Regions from separate parts of the Cydia pomonella genome. Here region 1 is linked to region 2. A link is a contact called in public Hi-C data. All regions are on one chromosome and are shown on one strand. Each heading gives the region's core, a stretch centred on a gene start, on an enhancer-like site or on the middle of the called end of the contact. The rest is flanking DNA. Distances are from core to core; before and after follow the strand shown. Region 1 holds the start of LOC133520666 (ELMO domain-containing protein 2). Region 2 holds the start of LOC133520659 (glutamate-gated chloride channel).

The links. Hi-C and Micro-C count contacts between places; a contact is called where the count stands out from the background.
Region 1: a contact with region 2 is called in a Hi-C map of whole body, with 4 times the contacts expected there. The contact joins the promoter of LOC133520666 here to the promoter of LOC133520659 in region 2. A contact is called at or near these places in 2 of 2 Hi-C or Micro-C datasets (both in whole body).

What each region holds. Positions count from the first base shown.
Region 1 is chr8:15,316,789-15,319,982 of ilCydPomo1, reverse strand. LOC133520666 (ELMO domain-containing protein 2) reads right to left here and starts at 1,806. Exons shown (of 2, transcript XM_061855257.1): 1 at 248-1,806; 2 at 1-16. The coding sequence starts at 766.
Region 2 is chr8:15,187,951-15,191,092 of ilCydPomo1, reverse strand. LOC133520659 (glutamate-gated chloride channel) reads right to left here and starts at 1,554. Exons shown (of 17, transcript XM_061855215.1): 1 at 480-1,554.

The DNA.
Region 1 (3,194 bases), core at 557-3,056, 130 kb before region 2:
TCTTGGGATCATCACCCTGGAAAAAACAAATGTGATCACTTCCAAAATTACATTTAGTTTAGATCCATGCTCATGAACATTAGGAAGTCCTTAATCAATTTAAAACATACACAGGTTTTAACCTCTTGACCGCCAAAGACAGTCCAATATCAACCTTCATGCATACTGATAAGGTTCACGATTACGCGCTGCATATGATAGGCATGGCGTTCAAAAGGAATTGTATGTACACACAGTATCTACTGACCTGAAATCCTATGTACTGCCATTGCTTAGTCACTCTACTCTCTAGATCTTCATTGGGTACTAATAAACTCCAAAGTTTCAATAGTTTCTCTTCATGATCAGGGATTTTATAGTCATAGGGCATCTTACGCATTTCTTCTACCTCTTGAACTAACATTCTGTAACTCCAAATTTGTTCCAGGCATCGCCGAAATGATACAATGAACAAATCATGTAGTTTTGGATTAATTTTTTTGGCTCTGAGAATGATAGCCACGGATGGATTTAATATTTCGGGAAAGTTAGAAGGAACAAACCGTCGCTCATATACTACTGTATCTAAATATGAAACTACTTGTTTTACGTCTTCAGTGCGGGATAGCATCAGAGATCTTTCTACATTGCATGACCGTTCCGCTCCAGGTTTGTCGCCATAACATATTCTTTGTAACTCACATAGTCGTGTTGTTTTCCTCAGAAACCATTTAATGAAAGGTCTCAAATACCATTGTAGTACTGACCAAACATTGAAGAACACCATTTTAATAAATTATTCAATTATTATCTCTTCACTCTATACATTTTTACAGGTTGACGAAATTGTTGTCATGACGATTTCACATTTCATTGACATTGACACTTTGACAAGACTTTCCTGAACATAAAGTTGCCCTTTGTAAATTATTTGTCTATGGTTTTCCGAACCACCAAGTTATTTTAAGTTACTTATAACAGACAGGCGTACCGGACCGCGACCGGGGTCCGGTCAAAATATCTCTCTCTCGCTCTCACTCTTTCGCAGGTCTTACGCGGGCAGCTTTCTCTGTCACTCTTATTACGCTTTAATTTGAGTAAAAGAGAAAGGTGCCCGGAATTTGTGAACATCGGTGTTCGCGGTATGCCCTCTGTTGTTGACAGCCTTGGAGGATATACAGCTACCGATTTTTGTGGGGGAGAGGCACATCAAATGTATAGCCATCTCAAATAAAAGTCAGTTCATACAATAAATATGACCATTGGGCGAAGTTTTCTACAGAGAGATAAAGTGCCAATTACATCCGCACTTTATCAGGCCTGATATCAGACCCGATTACGGTCCAAAGATATAATATTGTTCCGTTTCACCAAATATCAGCACATTGTTTACAATATCTGACAGGTAAAGAAAATGTATTATAATTATGCAAAAATAACAAACATTGAACATTGGCAATCAAGAGACAAAGTATTTTGTAAGTACATTTCAAATATTGTTAATCTTCTTCTTTGCCTAGCATTTTCCCATGTCATTTGGGGTCGGCTCTCCTCGTCATTCTTCGCCAGGCGTATCTGTTCTAGGTCGTCGAGACATTTGTTTCAGCTTTCTTAAGGTCGTTGTTTATGACGGACATCCAGGTCGTAAGGGGTCTACCTCTGCCCGATCTTTTGGAGCCAACGTTGATGCTCAGGACTTGTCTAGTCATGTGATCTTCTGGCCTCCTCATGACATGGCCATACCACTTTAAGCGAGATTCGGAAAGCTTATCTTCTATGGGCCGGATCTTAAAGCTGCCGCGGATGTGCTCGTTTATAACCCTATCAAGTAGAGTGACACCTCCTGCCCACCTCAATATCTTCATTTCTGTTGTGTGCAGTTTTGTGGTACCTATGGACCTTCTTCAAAGGCCAACATTCAGCGCCGTAGGTGAGAGCCGGTCGGATTGCGGATTTGTACACCTTCCCCTTCACACGCACCGGCATTCTGCTGTCGCATAGCACACCCGATAGTTCCCGCCACATTTCAAATATTGTTAATGATATGCTGATATTCTGTGAAACGGAAAACGATTATCAGGCCAGAAATCTGATACTGTAACCCCTCGAAATCAGTCCCGATTTCCCACAGTAAGCTCAATAAGGCTTGTGTTGAGGGTACTTAGGCAACGATATATATAATATATAAATATTTATATACTTAAATACATAGAAAACACCCATGACTCAGGAACAAATATCCATGCTCATCACACAAATAAATGCCCTTACCAGGATTTGAACTCGGGACCATCATCAGCTTCGTAGGCAGGTCCCGGGTAGGTCGGTAGGGATAAAGTCGATGGTCCCGGGTTCAAATCCTGGTAAGGGCATTTATTCGTGTGATGAGCACGGATATTTATCCCTTTCCTCATTGGTGTTTTCTATGTATTTAAGTATTTATAAATATTTATATATTATATATATCGTTGTCGAAGTATCCTCAACACAAGCCTTATTGAGTTTACTGTGGGACTTAGTCAATTTGTGTAATAATAATGTGAATAGGTAAGCTTTTTACCCAATCTGTTATTTAACGAGGAAAACAAAAACGATGTAAATTGAATTTGTGTTTTATTTGATGAAAATTGTAATTCATAAATTTTACATTAAAAGTATTTACAATGCTACAGTTTTGGAGCCACATTACAAACACGATGGCCAGTCATCGCTTAGAAATTTTATTTACAAAGGCTCTATGCGTGTCAGTGATTATTGTACAATACAGTAATAAATTCGAACTACAAAATATTTACTGTAATTCGTGAGGATGCATTTATTTAACTTAAATTTAATAATATATGTAATGTAACCATAGACAAAGCACGCACAAAGTGAATATTGTCAGCGGGTTCTTAACAGTAAAGTAGATGGCGCTGTAAGCCGTCGTACATTTTGCGGTTTTTGTAACTAGGTTGTTAAGTATTAAGGTTGACAACCTGGTTGCCACAAAATGTGAATTATAGCGCCATCTACTTTAGCCATTAAACCAGAGGCCTAGCATTAGACCAAGATAAGTTGGCAGCGATTTTGACAACCTAGACAGTGAAAGTGTTATTTTAAACGTCATCAACTTCTATGAAATTATGATATTTTCTTATAACTCCCACAGGCTGTTACCTTGTGAGTCGTATGTCTTATTATTGTTTTGTCTATGACGTAGCTAACTAAAATTG
Region 2 (3,142 bases), core at 305-2,804:
TAGTTTCCTGTGGATACTATGTACCTACGTCATCCGTTTGGCTGGATCCCAAATTTGGAAAACCACTTTCAGTTAAGTTATGTAAGCTGTAAGACTTACACAAACATTTCATAAGAGATATATTTTACGGTTTATTTTAATTTAACCGCCTCAGTAAAACATTTTATTCAGGCACTTTATAAGTTTTGTTTGTCCGAAGATAGGAAAATAGCACACGGTACTAAATCTACGGCTAGGTACATTTCAGGCTACATTACTTTACGTTAGGTAATAAAAGTTATTGGTGCTTTTTATGCGATCGTATTTTAATAAAAAAAAAATTTTTTATACTTAGTTCAAAATAAGTTATGACACATAAAACTTTTCATTGTTGAAGGCAACTTATTTGAAGTTACTTCCAATTTCTTTTGTTAACAGTAAGCATATACTATAGACTACAGTTTCATTTTATTGGTAAACAATGAGCTAATAAAATTTACCTTTCGCCGCTCCCACCGCAGTCGGTATCGATTCCCCACCAGCGCTGCCACCGGCGGCTTCTACCACTCGCCAAATTAAACAAAACAAGCAAACTAAAACAAATGATAACCAATTAAACACAACACGTAACGATTACACTGTTTAAATTGCCGCACAATGCTTTTCCACTTTCCGCTTACAGTCAACTTTAACAACTTGAAAAACTTAAAAAAACAAAAGCCGCAAGCGAAATCCTGGGTGTACTGAAAATATGGGTGAGTTTCTTGAAATTTTCGCGTTGGTTCGGAAAAGCGCGCCGCGGGAAAGTTAAGTCGTTTTGCGCCCGTACAATCCGCGAGCGCGGACGGGACGAAAGTTTTCGGCGTAGCGTTTGAAGGCGAGTGTGCTTTGTTACGCAATTCACTGCGGTGCGAGCCGCCAGGGGGCAGCGCACCGATAGTGGCGCAGTGGCGGGCATGCGCCCTACGGCGCGCCGCCCGCCCGCCGCCATCGCTACCGTCATAAAACTTTTCACTCCTCACAAGTCAACATCCCTCAACGGGGACACTATTAGCGACAACTCTAGCTAAACATCCAAGCGCTATTCATACGACCTAGACGTACCGTCAGCACAACTCCGCGCCGCTTCAATTACTCTATAGAATAGTAACTAGACGGAAAGTCGATAACAAAGCGTCGCAACTCGCAGGTCAAGCTGTTAGACATCGCGTGTAACCGAGCTCCGAGTATAAAGCGAGCTAATCTTTCATAATTATGCAAATCAATTACCTATGTACACTTACCTAAATAAGTGCCTGATTTTGCATCACTTTGGAAGGATTTTGTCTTCATAATTTGTGACCATATAATTATTGACGGGTTTTATTAAGTATTATTAAAATTTAAAATTACATTCAGTAAGGTTCACGGAAGGCATAGGTACTTTTATTTGTGAGAACTAATTTATTTTATAAATATCATAATGTAAAAGGGTACCGACTAAATTTATATCAGGTATATATAGATATTTTGTCGATCCCATTCTACATAAGGTAAGTAGGTAGGCACTACGTTCAGAGTACCTACTACGCAAGCTATGCATAGATTGCTTTTATTATCAAGCGCTTAATTTGTAAGTTTCTTTTTGAACAAAATAAAGGTCTGTCTTTGTTATAAGTAGTGTTATTTTTTTCACGATTGCCACTCCATCTTGTGAGCCATATTAGTTGAAACAGGCTTTAAGCTTATTAACAGAAAGTATGCCATATTTTTCGACAGATGTCGCCTATAGCCAACAAAAGCAGGGAGGTGAAACTGTTCCTTTAAGGGACAGCATGATTCGTCCCTGAATCGCTGTCAAACTACGGTTTTGTAGGAATAGGAACCTTCTTTTCTGCACGGTAGTAGGTTTTCTGTACGGTACTTATTCTGTGGCAAAAGGAAGACCGCTGTTCGTTCAAGCTATGGAGTGTGGAATTAAAAGGAGTGAAATTTCTTATGTTAGAACTGTTGCAAGTGTCCAGCTGTCAGCTATAAATAATAGTTCCAAATCTCTCCAGAGTAGCGCTAGAGTAGCTAAAAACCTAGGCGTTATTGACGGAGTGAAGTGCGCTGTCTATGATTTGTTTTTTTTTTCAAGTATTCTAGGTATTGTAGGGCCACCTATTTAAGGTTTTCTCATGACACTTTTTGGTACATAGAGATTCCATTCCTTACCTCTACCTTCCATAGTTGAAGTAAAGAGAATTTGAAGTAGAGGTGGGTTGTCAAAGAAAAATTTGTAGCAACAGTAAATTTACTGCCATCTTTCGACAGATGATTATAAATTAATTTTTAACAAGCAGAAACGTCTGCGAACGATGCTATTAAGCTTAGAATAAATTAAAAGTGGAAAAATTACTGTCTTGGGTAAGACTTGGACTCCAGAGGCCGTGAGTTCATTTATAACTTTTGGAACCTTTGGAACTCCATTTGACTTTGATCCTTATTCTTTCACTGATATGTGTTAACATCAAAAAACCGGCCCAGAGCATGTCGGACCACGCTCAGTGTAGGGTTCCGTAGTTACTCTTCCGTCACAATAAGCTAAACTGGAGCTTAAAGTATAGTAAATTGTTAACCAAGGGATGAAACGGTACCTTTTACGCGAGTTAAACAAATGGGCAAATTTTCATAATCAGTCTAAAGTAAGTCTTTTTACTATGGGAGAAACTTTTTGCGATAACTCAAAAACAGCTAAACTGATCATGTCCGCTATAGTTTTCATTTAATGTCTTTCTTAAGCTCTACTTCCACGATTTTTTTTCTCTTTCGGAGCGATTATCTCCGAATATATTCACTTTATCAAAAAATGTTTGTTAAAGACCCCCATTAGTTTAGAAAGGCCTTTTCAACGATACCCCACACTGTAGGGTTGAAGCAAAAAATAAAAATTCACCCCTACTTTACGTGTAGGGGAGGTACCCTCAAAAAAATTAAATTTTTATATTTTAATGTACGACTTTGTCGGCTTTATTGATTTATATATCCATGCCGAATTTCAGCTTTCTAGCACTAACGACCACGGAGCAAAGCCTCGGACAGACAGACGGACATGGCGAAACTATAAGGGTTCCTAGTTGACTACGGAACCCTAAAAAGTGGCGCCATCTTACCGGGCATCGGCTAAAGGATGTGGCGCCAT